Linked DNA regions of Sus scrofa: region 1 is linked to region 2. Evidence: chromatin contacts called from public promoter capture Hi-C data. All regions are on one chromosome and are shown on one strand. The core of a region is the stretch at or near the end of the contact, and the rest is flanking DNA. Distances in the headings are between cores, read along the strand shown. Region 1 holds the start of CLPTM1 (cleft lip and palate transmembrane protein 1). Region 2 holds the start of TOMM40 (translocase of outer mitochondrial membrane 40).

Region 1 (7,112 bases), core at 2,022-4,521, 52 kb after region 2:
TCTTCTCGGCACCCCTGGGGCACTTTTCCCAGTCCGGAGCCTGGGCAGCTGTGAGTCTAGCAGCAAACAGAGGTCTTAGGGAGGGGTTGTGGGAAATGCCCCCAAGTCCCCAGGGCCTGGGAAGAGCTGAGGCTGCCAAGCTCAGGGGGTGACGGGAAGGGGTGGGGGGACACCCTGGAGAAACAATTCCTGCTCTGTCCACTTGTTTCCCACAGACTCAAGCCAAACCAAACCACTGCCCAGGACTGTTCTGCTTCCAACCAATCCTGGTGCCCTTCCCAGACTCCTCCTTCCGTTCTCAGCCTCCACCCCAGTCCCACTCCCTTCAGGACCCCAGGAGTCCAGGCCCCCAGACTCCTCCTCCCCCAGAACTGAGGACCCCCAACCCATTCTCCTCAGGACCCAGAAATTCCGGTTCCCCAGCCCTCTATTCCTTTAGAACCTGAAATCACAGCTTCTGGGTGTTGGGCGTCCCCTAGTGGAGTGCAGAGCGGGTCTGGCCTGTGATGCTCTGTTAGAAATGGGAGAATAGGGAGTTCTTGTCGTGGCGCAGTGGTTAACGAATCCGACGAGGAACCATGAGGTTGCGGGTTCGGTCCCTGGCCTTGCTCAGTGGGTTAAGGATCCGGCGTTGCCGCAAGCTGTGGTGTAGGTTACAGATGCAGCTTGGATCCCGAGTTGCTGTGGCTCTGGTGTAGGCCAGCAGCTACAGCTCTGATTAGACCCCTGGCCTGGGAACCTCCATATGCCGAGGGAGCGGCCCTAGAAATGGCAAAAAGACCAAAAAAAAAAAAAAAAAAAAAAAAAAGGGAGAATAGGAGTTCCCATCATGGCGTAGTGGAAACAAATCCGATGAGGAACCATGAGGTTGTGGGTTCGATCCCTGGCCTCGCTCAGTGGGTTAATGATCCAGTGCTGCTGTGATGTAGGTTGCAGACGCAGCTCGGATCCCAAGTTGCTGTGGCTGTGGTGCAGGGTGGCAGCTACAGCTGCGATTAGACAGATCTCTAGCCTGGGAATTTCCATATGCCATGGATGTGGCCCTAAAAAGAAAAAAATAAATAAATTTGTACATATAATTCTGTACCTTTAAGAAAGAGTCCCACAAAATCTCAAATCTGCCTGCCTTCTGCGGGATTTAATCAGTATGCTCATTTCACATTTATTTATTTAGTCTTTTGTCTTTTCTAGGGCCACACCCATGGCATATGGGAGGTTCCCAGGCTAGGGGTCTCATCAGAGCTACAGCTGCCGGCCTGCACCACAGCCACAGCAACGCCGGATCTAAGCCATGTCTGTAACCTACACCACAGCTCACGGCAACGCCAGATCCTAAACCCGCTGAGAGAGGCCAAGGATCGAACCCGAGACCTCATGGTTCCTAGTCGGATTCATTTCTGCTGCACCATGACGGGACCTCACCTTTATTCAATTTATTTATTTAGCTACACCAGCAGCATGCAGAAGTTCCCGGACCAGGGATCAAAGCTGCACCACAGCAGTGACCTGAGTCCCTGCAGTGACAGTGCAGGATCCTTAACTTACTTGGCCACCAGGGAACTCCTTGTTTCACCTTTAGACTTGAAGACCGGCCCTACAACTTCACAGAATTGTTACCACTACCATTGTTATCTGTAAGAGAAGTTCCAAGACACACCTGCCGCTGTCAGGGATGAAGCAAAGTGGGCAGGGGCGGAGCGGGCAGTCCAGGGATCTGGGAGGACTGGGAGGCGAGGCCACACCCAGTCTGGGGCTGTGAGGGCACTCCTCGAGGAGGGACAATACTATTGAGTTGAGACCTTGAGGAAAGTCGAGGAGGGTGTATCTACAGTTTATGTATTTATATCTATCTAGTAAAATGAAAAATAAATAACTAGAACATTTCAGTGCTAAATCTGGTCTCCTTTCCAGGTAATACGTAGTTAACGGCGTGTGATATTATTTACTAAGCGGCCAGGTGCTTTACATTCTTAATCTGAGTCTTTCCAATAACCCCACGGAGCAAAGGGGTGAAGGAAGAGGGGGTATGATTATAATGCCCAGTTTGTAAAAGAGGAAGAAAATGAGGCCCAAAGAGATAGGTTATTTGTCAAGGATCATTTAGCCGGGCAGTAGCACAACCAAAGTTTGAACCCAGGTCCGACTTCCACCCAATTCACTGGTGAAGTTTTAAAAACCGCTGAGTCTTCCGTCCTCTCTGGGCCTCTATAACTCCTCCTTGGGCCAAGGGTCTCAACACGTGTTCGGGCCTGGGGCTGTAGGAAAATAGCTAAAGAAAAGACATGAAGTTCTCAGAACGCTGGAAACTGCGAGTCCACAGCTGCGAGATTTGCTAGAAAGCAAAGACCGCAAAGGAACGCGCGTGCGCATTAAGCCAGGCCTCCCGAAGACTTAGGGAAGCGCTGACAGGGTCCAATTTGGAAGTGTGGTGACGTGAGAACGCTGAAATAGTAACTCAATGCACAGGATTATAACCTAGAGAGACTTAACACAGGAAAAGGCAGTGTTGAGAAGAGAGGCCAGGAGTTCCCGTTGTGGCTCAGCGGAAACGAATCTGACTAGTATCCATGAGGTTGCGGTTCGATCGCTGGCCTCGCTTAGTAGGTCCGGGATCCGGTGTGGCCGTGAGCTATGGTGTGGATCACAGACGCGGCTCGGATCTGGTGTTGCTGTGGCTGTGGTGTAGGCCGGCGGCTGTAGCTCCGATTTGACCCCTAGCCTGGGAACCTCCATATGCCCGGATGCGGCCCTAAAAGAAAAAAAAAAAAAAAAAAAAAAGGAAGCGAGGTCACTGACCAAAGCCTCTGCCCTCCGAGTCTTCGGTAAGGAGGCCAGTAAAGTTCCTTTAACGCAGCAGGGGCGTGATTCAAGCAGAGCACCTTGAAGGGTTACGGTGGCCGGGAAAGCCCAAGAAACTTGGAAAGGAAAGTGCTCAAGAATCGGCGAGGATGATATTAACTGGAAGAGGCGGGGTTGTTGGGGGGAGAGGACAGAAAGAATGGAAGCTGTGGGAAGCACACATATTGGCCAAAGAAGTCTGGGGCGCTCGGGGCACGCAGTGCCCACCAGGTGAAAATACTCAGGTTGCAACGGGAAGGAGGGGGTGTTACGGTGGCCTGGTTCGCCCTTCCGTAACCGGAAGCGGCTTCTGAGAGGGTGGCTGAAGCGCTCTTGCCGGATACGGTGGCCGGCAGGTCGGGCAAAGCGTGAAATCTCGCGCGATCGCGCTGGCGCCGTCGGGGATGGGGCGGGGCTGACGGCGGGGGCGGGGACCCGGAGCGGGAAGATGGCGGCGGCGCAGGAGGCGGACGGGGCCGGCAGCGCCGTAGTGGCGGCCGGGGGAGGCGGCTCCGGTCAGGTACGGAGGCCGAGAGGGGCCTGAGGGGTTCTTCCCCACTCGGGGGGCCTCCCACGGGGCGTGTCCTGCCTCTATTCACGGAATCCCGTGCATTGGGGGCTCCTTGCCCAGAGGGACCTTGAATACAGGGCCCAGGCGGGGCCGGGCGATCCGGGAGGCCGGACAGTGCGGGGACCGGGGCCCTGTTGCGCGCCGGGTCCCCTGCACGCTCGCGCCGGGCTACCACCCGGCTCGTTGCTCGAGCCAAAGAGACAGTGGCGCGGAGGGGCGCAGACTTGTACCCAGGCGCCTTGGGTTCTCTCCTGACTCCGCGATCCTGGGCTCCAAGACCGTTCTCACAGTGGGCTGGCGTTCACGGGGTCTTTTTCTCGGTGCCCGAGGTATGGGCAATGATTGATTACTTGGGAGTTTTCTAAGTCTGGGGAAGTTAGGTGACCGTCATGGGTTAAGGGCACGCGCTGAACAGACCCATTTTACAGACAGGAGTCTAAAGAGCAGAGTAAGGAAGGTGCTTGCAGAAGGTCACCCAGGTTAGATTTGGGGGCCGTTTCCTTTAGAACTTACCAGACATTGCTGAAACAGGGTAGTGGGGGCTGAGCTAGGTGTATTTGCAGCATAAATTAGCCCTATGGGGGACTTAGTCCTGGTGCTGATGGCTTCTGACCCATTGCCACTTAAACTAAACTGAGGCTGCAGAACATACTAGTTCAGGCAGCCATCCTTCAGCCATTTAGGGAATCAATGGAGTGACAGCCAGGTGCTGCCGACCCACCCACTAGGATGTCACTGACACGTGGGAGGCAGCTGGGGGAGAGGAGTGCAGGTTGGGTGGGGGGAACGAAGCTGACTCTATGTGACCTTGGGCAAGTACCTTTTCCCCTTTGGACCTTCAGTTCTCCAGGGGTACATGGAGGGGTTGGACAGGAGGGCCAGCCCTTTGGTGTTTTCTCTCTCACTCTACTGAGGAAGGGACTAGCGTGTAAACAAAGAATGATAGTCCTGACTGACAAGGGTGATGGCACAAAGTCTTTATCAGGGACTGCAGGAGCCCAGAGGAGGGGCAAATAATGTCACCTGGGGAAGACACTGGGGTGAGAATTGTGTGGCAGAGCCACCATTCCTGGTCTGGATCTTTTCAGCATCCTCATCCAGGGCCTGGTCCTTGGGGCACCCTTAGGAAGTGTTTGTTGAGTGAGGGCTAGAGTGAAGACTCAGCCCCTAACTTCAGGGGCCTTCCAGTCTCACTAAAAGAAGGTCTTTCTTCCTCTTGAGTGTCTGTTGATTACTGGGTGGGAGGTGGTCAGAGAGACTAGGTCTCAGGGTGCCCTGATGCCCTGAGTTTACAGAGACACCCCCTTGGCCCCCAGATCTCCTCCTGTCCCATTTCTCCGTATCGTCTTTCAAGACTTAACGCCTTTGCTTTCAGGATTAAGTATGAATTCTTTGGCAGATCAAGGCTTTGCATGATCTGCCTTTTTGCTTTAGACTAGGATTTCTCAGCATCAGCACTGTTGACATTTGGGGTTGGATAATTCTTCGTTGTAGGGGGCAGTCCTGTCCATTGGAGGATGTTAGCCAGCACCCCTGGCCTCTACCCACTAGATGCCAGTAGGACACACATCCATCCCCAGTAGTGACAATCACAAATGCCTCCAGGGAGTTCCTCTCGTGGCTCAGCGGTAACGAACCTGATTAGTTTCCGTGAGGACTCAGGTTCAATCCCTGGCATTGCCATGAGCTGTGGTGTAGGTCGCAGACGCGTCTCGGATCTGGCATTGCTGTGGCTGTGGCAAAGGCCGGCAGCTCCAGCTCTAGTTAGACCCTAGCCTGGGAACTGCCATATGTCACAAATGTGGCCCTAAAAAGATGGAAAAACATGCCTCCAGACATTGCTAAATGTCCCCTGGGGGCCAAAAAATTGTTCCAGCTTGAGACACTGGGCAAAGGAGCATCAGCTGCTGTGAGGCTCTTTTATTTCCAGGAGGTTGCCTTGTTGGCTGTGTCCTGCCTCATAGCCTTTGCACAGGCTTCTCCCCTCTTTACCTGGCTGATCCTTACTAGTCGTGTACGCCTCAGGTGTTCTCTTCCCTAGGAAGCCTGTCACCCTCTCAGAGGGCTCCCCTGTCCCAGCCCTGCCCACTCTGGCCTGTCACTGTCTTGTCTCTTCCAGTGGGCCGGGAGCCCCTGGAGGGCAGAGCCGGAACTGTCTTGGTCACCACTGTGCCCCTGGCACCGCCCAGCTCAGGACCAGGCACAGAGCAGGCACTTGTCATCTGTGGAGTGGGTGGGTTCAGAGGCAGAGGCTGGGCCGGGGCGGGATTCCCTGGTGGGTCCAGCAGTCCAGGAGAATGCCTGACTCCCTCCCGGCCCCTGGCCCAGCCTCATGGTCTCAGCGGCTTCCTGGGCCCTGTAGTGGGTGTTGCTGAGAATTGTGTGTGAAATCGGGCATGCGGGTCGAAGAGCAGGAACCATGTCTTAGTCACTGCTGTGTCCTCAGCCACCGCCACCACCCTCCCCTGCCCACGGGCGGGCCCTCCGCAATCTCCTGCCCCAGTCAGCCTGCTCCTCCAGCCAGGGGCTCAGACACAGGGCCCCCAGCTCTGATAACCATCCTTCGCCTAATGCGTAGGAAGTCCCCACTACATGCTGGGCTCATGCCCATGCTGGGATACAAATGAACAAGACAGGCCCTGCCCTCCGGGAGCTCAGGTATTTGCTGAGGGCTGGAGGTTGGGGGATGGTGTGGGGTAGGGGACGGGACAGTGAACAAGGTAAATAAGAAAGATATATGGTGGGACAGATGGTGGTAAGTGCCTTGGACAGAACCAAAGCTCGGGAGGAGTGTAGGAACTCCCAGCCATGGGCAGGAGGGTCGCAGTTTAAATAGGGTGATCAAGGAGGGCCCTCTGGGGAGGTGACCTGAAGGAGATGAGGGAGGAGGAGTCACATAGACGCTTGGGGGGGGGGGGGGGCTTTCAGGTAAAGAGAACAGTCAGTGCAAAGGCCCTGAGGTGGGCGGTGCCTGGTGTGATGCAGGAGCAGTGAGGAGGCTGGAGCTGGTGACTGAGGGGAGGGGGCCAGCTCATGCCAGGCCCTGGCGGCCATGGAAACAACTTTGCCTTTACTCCGAGGGCAGTGGAAGCCACAGAGAGAGTTACCTTTTTATTGAGGGGTAATTTAGCCACATTCACCTGCTGGCAGCGTAGAGGTCAGGGGTATTGAGTACATTTATGCAGTTGTGCAGTGCAACCAAACCCAGAACACCTCTGTTCCCTCAATACTTCCCTTGCTTCTTTTTACAGTGACTCTGCCCCCAGCAGCGTTCCTTTTTGTTGCTAAGTAGTATTCCATTGCACCCATACAGCACAAGCCATTCACTGAAAGACTTCGGGGTTGTTGCTGGCTTTACGAATAATACTGCTACGGCCATTTGCATATAAGCTTGTATGATGTTCGACGCGGGTTCTCATTTCTCTTGGGTACAGACCTTGGAGTGGGGCTGCTGGTTTGGATGGTGGGGGCATGTTTCACTTTTTAAGTATCTGCCATATTTTTCAAACCAGCAGTTCCCTTTCTGCCACCAGCAGTGTAGAACTGCTTCGATTTCTCCACATCCTGGCCAGCACTGGTGACTTTGTCTCCCCTCACCTCTGCCGCACCTGCTGCATGTGGAAGCTCCTGGGCCAGGGATTGATTCTGAGCTGCAGCTGCAGCAACGCTGGATCCTTAAAATCCGCTGCCCTGAGCCTGGGAT
Region 2 (7,374 bases), core at 3,513-6,012:
TTCACTTTTTTCATTTTTTCTTTTAACACGATTTTCCCTTCATGCCCCATAGTGGGTTGTGGGAACACCCCGTTGGCAGCATCAGATCTGGTTTTTTGCCCTCATGTGGCTCATAGTGCGGCACAGCCGCTGGATGATACCGGAAGTAATGTTTCATATACAAACCCAGCAAGCACCCCACGAGGAAGATGTAGCTAGTTATGATCATATACCAGGAGTTTCCTAATCCTCCCGGAGAGCCAGGAGAGAAGAAGGGTGGAGGAGTTAGCTGGGCAAGGGGACATGGGCAGTGGAAAGGGGATCAGGCAGAGTCAAGAACTGTGCTGGGGCCCTGGGCTACCAGGCTTCTCGGGGCTTGGCCTCCACCTGACCTGCCTTCTCCCCCACAGCCTGGAGGGGCCTCCCTCATACAAGCCGCCGACGCCCAAGGCGAAGCTGGAGGAGCCAGAGATGGTGAGCCCTCCCCCTGGAACCCCCAGCTGCCCCACCGTCCCGCCCACGTTTCCCCACAGTGGCCGGGGCTGGGAGGGAGGGCTGACTGGAGAGGCTGACTGCGAGGGGGTCCTGACCCGTCCCTCTCTCTCCCGTTACAGCCTTCCCAGCTCTTCACGCTGGGGGCCTCGGAGCACAGCCCGCTCAAGACTCCCTACTTTGATGCTGGCGCCCCATGCCCTGAACAGGTAGGTGCTCTGGAGAGGACAGAGTTGGGTTTGGTGTCTGGGTTAAAGGGCCTCCTGACCTAAGAGGTCACACACTAAAGATTACAATGCAAGTTCAGGGCTGTGTCTCTGAACTTTTTTGCTTGTTTGTTTGCTTTTTAGGGCTGCACCTGCAGCACAGGGAAGTTCCCAGGCTAGGGGTTGGATCAGAGCTACAGCTGCCGGCCTCCACCACAGCCACAGCAATGCAGGATCTGAGCCACGTCTGTGACCGACACCACAGCTCACGGCACCGCCGGATCCTTAACCCACTGAGTGGGGCCAGGAATCCATTGCTTCCTCATGGATCCTAGTCGGGTTCGTTAACCGCTGAGCCATGAAGGGAACTCCTGTATCTCTGAATTTAAAGCACTGAGATGCATCTAGAATTCAGGGGCGAAGGTCATGGTCGTAAAAGTCCAAGGATACGAGGTTAAAGTCATCAGAGAAGACTGGTCGAGCATCTCCATTTGCCGGACACTGTGCCCAGAGCTGGGACAAGACATGGTCCCTGCCCTTAGTGGCCTCCTGGAGGTCAGGTGTAGGATGTTGAGTTGGAGACAAATCGAGTTTCAAAGGTCTATTAGAGGTGAAGCTTAGGTCAAGATTGAAGTCTGGAGTTCCCATCGTGGCTCAGTGGTAATGAGTCCAACTAGTATCCTTGAGGATGCAGGTTCAACCCATGGCCTCATTCAGTGGGTTAAGGATCCAGCATTGCTACGAGCTGTGGTGTAGGTCGCAGACCCGGCTTGGATCCTGTGTTGCTGTGGCTGTGGTGTAGGCAGGCAGCTGCAGCTCCGATTAAACCCCTAGCCTGGGATGCACTGGGCATGGCCCTAAAAAAAATATGAAAGGAAAAGAAAAGAGAGGCTCAGGATTGCTGGGTGGGGTTCACGCCCTGGGCTTTCAGTTAGGGACGAGCCATATGTTTGCTCCAGGGCAACATCTGTCCACGTGACAAGGGCTGATATTGAGTGAGGTCTGCTTGGCACAGGAGAGGGTGGTCAGGATTTGGGGGTCAAGGAGCAGATTGAGATTCTGTGTCATGCTCAAGAGGTGACCTTGGGCTCATTCCCTCTGCGCCCCCAGGAAATGCCTCGATACCATGAGTTGCCCACCTTGGAAGAGCGGTCAGGGCCCCTGCTGCTTGGGGCCACAAGCGTGGGGTCCCCCATCCTGGTGCCCCCAGGGCCACCTGCTGCGGAGAGGGTTTCCCTGGATCTGGAGGACGAGGAGGAGGAGGAAGACTATCTGGACAAGATCAACCCCATCTATGATGCCCTGTCCTACTCCAGCCCCTCTGACTCCTACCAGGGCAAAGGGTTTGTCATGTCTCGGGCCATGTATGTGTAAACTGCCATGGCCCTGGCCTCTCGCCTCTCTTTTTTGATCCCTCAGCTTTCTGCCAGGGATGTAGGACTCCTTGACCTCTGGCCAGGCCACTGTCAGTTAACACACATGCATCTCATCTGAATTCTACTCCGGTGGCTCTGCTAAGACTTCTAATCCATGATCTCTGACCCAGAGAAATGGGCCATGACAATGGAAACACCTTGACTCTTGAGGGGCTGGGGAAGGTATGTTTCTGCACAACCTCTCACCCAAGGACCCCTAAGACTGTGACCTTAGATCATACCTCTCATGTCTCACCATCTCCAGATCCACCCCCCAAAAAAATCCCAAAGAAGACCCCAGATCGCTGATTTGTCCTCAGACGGTGACTCCCAGTAGGTCTGCTGGGGTGGGTGTTGGGGGCATCCTGCTGCTCAGACCTGAGCCCTCCAGGTGGCAGAGCTCCTCTCACCCAGTCCCCACCCTGCCCCCCAAAAGTGGAAGGGAGGGGAGTCCCCAGCTCAAAGCAGAACTTCCCCATCTCCTCCCTCCTGCAGGCAGGAGTCTCAGGGTACAGACCCTTCCCTGAGCCCCCACTACCCCATTTCCTATCTACAGGGAACTAAGCCCCAACTCAGGGCTACATGGGGTGAGCCTCATGCTGAGTGTGCCTTGCTGACCCCAGCCTTGGGAGAATTTGCTGTTACTTTGAAAACTACTGAGTCCCTTTACTCCTGTCCAGTGGGATTGGACCAAGCATCTCCCTGGATGGGAAAGTGGATCACCTGGGTTTGGGGATGTGATATTGTTTTGTAATAGAGCATTTCCTACAAGATACAAGTTTGTACTTTGACCAGGTCTCACCTAGTGTTTTTTTTGTGGGCTGTGAAGGGGATGGAGATGGAACAGGATGGGAAATGAATAGGGGGCTGAGGACTTGAGGGAATCAGTAGACCAGAAGTCAAGACAGGTTACAGACAAAAAGAAAAAGGACAAAAGATATGACAAAGATAATGGAGGGCCTAAAGAGCAAGAATGCATAAGCCAAAAACGTAGTGATGGGTAATGGAAGGAGAGGGGAAGGAGTCCAGGCATGGTGGTTAAGGAAAAGGAATCCTCAACAGTAATCTAATGAATAATAGACAGAAATAAAGGGAACAAAGGAGAAATAGCAGTAATTAAGTACGAGGGGCTTGGGCGTAATGAATAAACGGCAATAAAAACAGGCCAAAAGCAAAAGTATTAATGTTTTATTTCATTTATTTATTTATTTATTTATTTATTTATTTTCGTCTTTTTGCCTTTTCTTGAGCCGCTCCTGCGGCATATGGAGGTTCCCAGGCTAGGGGTCGAATCAGAGCTGTAGCCGCCGACCTAGACCACGGCCACAGCAACGCGGGATCCAAGCCTACACCACAGCTCACCACAACGCGGGATCCTTAACCCACTGAGAAAGACCAGGGATCGAACCTACAACCTCATGGTTCCTAGTCGGATTCGTTAACCACTGCGCCACGACGGGAACTCCAGTATTGTTTTAATAGGAGCTCAGGGCACGATGGGTAATAGATCCGAATGAATAAGCCAGGGACAGAGGGATGAATAATGGAGCTGATGTGTAATGGACCCAAAACTAGATGCTCAATTAAGGAAGAGCTAGAAGAATGAAGGGAATGAACGGGCATAAAGGGGCTAAAGGTAGTACAGGCAACCAAACTGAAATGAATGGGACGGAAGGCATGCTGGGTAATGGGACCTGAATGAATGGGCCAAAGATAGAAGCCGCAGCGACTTGGCCAGGGGTGGGAGGAGACCCAGAAGACATCATGGGTAACGAAAGGGGTGGGTCTACGGCAACTGTCCTGTTAAATAGGTAAGGGGCATTGTGGGTAACAAGAAACAGGACAGGGTTCATGTAACGGGTTAGAATTCTCCCGTGGCACTGTGGGAACGGCCAGCACTTCCGGCTTTCGGTCCGCGACTCAGGACTAGGGGGCCGCCCCTTTGCCGCGAAGCCTGGTGGGACGCGAGGCCTGACCTTGCTGCCTAGCAGCCTCTGCCGCGCAACCCACCTTTATCCATGTCCTTTGACCCCGGCACTTTAGCCAATGAACACACCAGATAGATTACGTCAATAGGGTAGGACCTTGTACCTGCCGGAGCCAATCAGGATGCGTCAAGGACCAAGGCCGACCAATAAACATGGCAACTTCGCCGCGGGGCGGAGTCGAAAGTGTGGGGGGGGTGACTTCTGGAAAGGGGCGGAGGCGATACGTCAAAAGGGCGTTGCAAAGCAAGCAGCACAGGCCAATGGCGGGCGAGCACCGGAACCCGCGGCATCGCGAACCAATCGGCGTGGGCTCTCCAAGCCAGTGGGAAGGACGGGGAGGTGTGCTTTGACCTGTCTGCGAGTGGGAACCAACAGAAAAGGACGTTCCAAGGAAGTGGGTGGAACTCTCATCCACGACACCAATAGTAAGGCCAGACCCTGAAGCCGGTGGGCGGACGCAAGGGCCCGTTAAACCAATGGACTGGGGGGGGCGGGGCGACGGTGGCGGCGGCGGCGGCAGCGGGTTCGGTTGCGCGTGGCGCACGGGGTGGGAGCGGAGCCCAGACCGGGAGGAGGCGCTGCCGCGGGTGAGAACCGGGGTTACGAGCAAGGGGGTGTTGGCTGGGGACAGGGCTTGGAGCCCGTGGGCCTTGACCTCTGCCCTCTGACCCTTCCCTTTGCAGGCGACCATGGGGAACGTCTTGGCCGCTAGTTCGCCGCCTGCAGGGCCGCCGCCGCCACCTGCGCCTCCCCTCGTGGGACTGCCTTCGCCTCCGCCCTCTCCTCCCGGCTTCACGCTGCCGCCGCTCGGGGGCGGCCTGGGCGCTGGGGCTGGTACAGGTCGAGGTTCCGAACGGACCCCTGGGACTGCGGCCGCTAACGCTGGAGGGACCGGGGATGATGGGGCCTGTGGCTGCCTGCCCAACCCGGGCACGTTCGAGGAGTGCCACCGGAAGTGCAAGGGTGAGGGGCTAGGGGCCCGGCGGGAGTGTGATGGCCCGGATCTCGGGGGGAGGGGGAGAACACTGAGGACCTTGGGAATTGGCACGGACCACTGGAATCATTGAACACAGCGTTAGGAGCTGATGTTGGAGTCGAATGGTGCAACGTTGAACTCGGGGCTTAGAACGATGGGATCAAATGGTGGAACCTTGGGATGGAATGCCAAGGCAGCAGAGAAAAGCTTTAGGGACCTCAGGAACCCCAGGAATCAGCCAAGCCAGCCTCATGTGATCGTGAGGGAAACTGAGGCCCAAGGTCACCGTGACAGCAAGGGGCAGTGGGGGTAGAAGCCAAGGCTTTTGGATCCCGATGTGGAATAGTTATGATGGAAGAGTGGTGGCCACATCCTGAGCACTGGCACTCAGTACGTGTTAACTCATGAAACCCTTGCAATAGTTCTATGCGGTGAATATCCTCAACTTCCAGTTGATAAAATTGACAGACTGAGATGAGTTGACGTGTCTCCTGTCACACTGGCAGTAAGTGGTGGCCCTGGGATTTGGATGTAGGCAAAGGCCTTGATCCTGAGCACATCAAAACACTAGGCTGTTTTGCCTCTGTATTGGTTGGGGTACTTTGCAATGTGTTGCTTGTGGGTACCTGGGGAATGGAGAGTGAGGATTCTAGGGAAGGAAGGCACCTGAGAAGAGGTGTGTGTGTGTGTGTGTGTGTGTGTGTGTGTGTGTGTGTGTGTGTGTGTGTTCGGAGTGTGACAACCAGCATTCTCTCTTTCTCAGAGCTGTTTCCTATTCAGATGGAAGGTGTCAAGCTCACAGTCAACAAAGGTTTGAGTAATCATTTCCAGGTGAGCCTTCCTGGGCCCCTCTTCCTCCAGGGGTCATCCCCCCCATCCCCCTGCATCTGCCCACACAGCCCTTTTATTGCAGCCTAAAGGTGTGGGCTCCTTGTTGCCAGACTAACCACTCCGTGGCGACCAGTGTAGAGTCTGGGGACCAAGAGTCCAGAAATAATGCACCTCACCCCCAACCAGCATCCAGGCAGGAATAAAGTGCCAGGCGTGTGCCCCAGCCCTGGCACATCCCTCCTCTAAGCTTCCAATCTAGTCAGGGCACACCTCCCAGTCTTCATCTTCAGCCCAGCCCAGCCTGATAGGAAAGCTAGATTGACAAGGATCCCGGATCCTGGGCTGGAGGGGAGCTGTCCTAGGCATGAGCTCAGCTGCATTCCTTGGGCAGGGGCGTGGTCCTCGGACTCATCGCCACAGCCCTCCCTCTTTTCCCAGGTGAACCATACAGTCGCCCTCAGCACAATCGGGGAGTCCAACTACCACTTTGGGGTCACGTACGTGGGGACAAAGCAGCTGAGTCCCACAGAGGTGAGCTTCCTTTTGCCATTCATTCATTGTATCTTTCTTGTAACACATAATGCAGCCAAACAGGTAAAGAAGGCTTTGTCAGTAGGAGGTCAGAGCTGCCAAGGGTGTTGGGACGTGCTGTCTGTCTCTCCAAGGTGCCCTGGAGCCTGGGTCATTTCTTCATCCTGCCCTCCACTTCTCAGCCTAGCCCTGTGCCGAGAGAAGCTGAGGACGCCAAGGTCACCAGTGATGACCCAGAGTGGGCAGGGCTGGGCTGTGTGGATCCTTGCTGGGCTTCGAAGGCCAAGCTAGGCATTTCACCTCGGGGGCACTAGGGGGCAGTGGAGAGCCACTGAAAGATTTGAACGAGGGAAAGACAGGCCAAGAGGAGGCCAGATGAATGCTTTGGAACTGGCATTTCTCAAGTTGTCTGGAGGCTATTAAGGGAGTGGAAAAAACTGGGGGCCTGGAAGGAGGTTGGGCCAGGACACGGGTGGGCTTAAGGGACTAAATTAGTCTTTGCTTATGTTAACCATTTCCAGGTAATTTACTCAACCAACCTTCCTTGCACCCCCATTCTGTGCCCAGCCCTGTGCTGGGGACATAGCAGTGATTCAAACAGACATGGGGCTCACAGCCCAGTGGAGAAAGGGAACAGGCCTGTCCCCAGACAGCAGTAGTCCAGGGTGGGCAAGACTGAGATGGGAGAACCCAAAAGCAGTGTGAGCTCAGAGGAGAGCCTGGGTCAGCCTAGGTGGCCTTGGAGGGCTTCTTGGAGGAGAAGACCCAATCTGAGGCTTCCTAATCCTCGGCTTCTCACCGAGGCCCATCATGGGTGTTCTTCCCTAATGCTAGATCTCTGACCTCTAACCCTGTCCTCTGCCCCACAGGCGTTCCCCGTGCTGGTGGGTGACATGGACAATAGCGGCAGCCTCAATGCTCAGGTCATTCACCAGCTGGGCCCCGGCCTCAGGTCC

The links. Promoter capture Hi-C pulls out the DNA fragments that hold promoters and counts their contacts.
Region 1: a promoter capture Hi-C map of liver shows a contact between it and region 2, with 7 times the contacts expected there. The contact joins the promoter of CLPTM1 here to the promoter of TOMM40 in region 2. A contact is called at or near these places in 4 of 5 promoter capture datasets (fetal liver, liver and skeletal muscle), 23 of 47 Hi-C or Micro-C datasets (alveolar macrophages, brain, embryonic fibroblasts and 12 more) and 2 of 2 datasets of contacts at active chromatin or transcription factors (alveolar macrophages and skeletal muscle).

What each region holds. Positions count from the first base shown.
Region 1 is chr6:51,408,503-51,415,614 of Sscrofa11.1, forward strand. CLPTM1 (cleft lip and palate transmembrane protein 1) reads left to right here and starts at 3,272. Exons shown (of 18, transcript XM_003127223.6): 1 at 3,272-3,358. The coding sequence starts at 3,287.
Region 2 is chr6:51,355,394-51,362,767 of Sscrofa11.1, forward strand. TOMM40 (translocase of outer mitochondrial membrane 40) reads left to right here and starts at 4,763. Exons shown (of 9, transcript NM_001315748.1): 1 at 4,763-5,043; 2 at 5,820-5,887; 3 at 6,326-6,418; 4 at 7,288-7,374. The coding sequence starts at 4,770. It also overlaps a transcript of NECTIN2 not described here.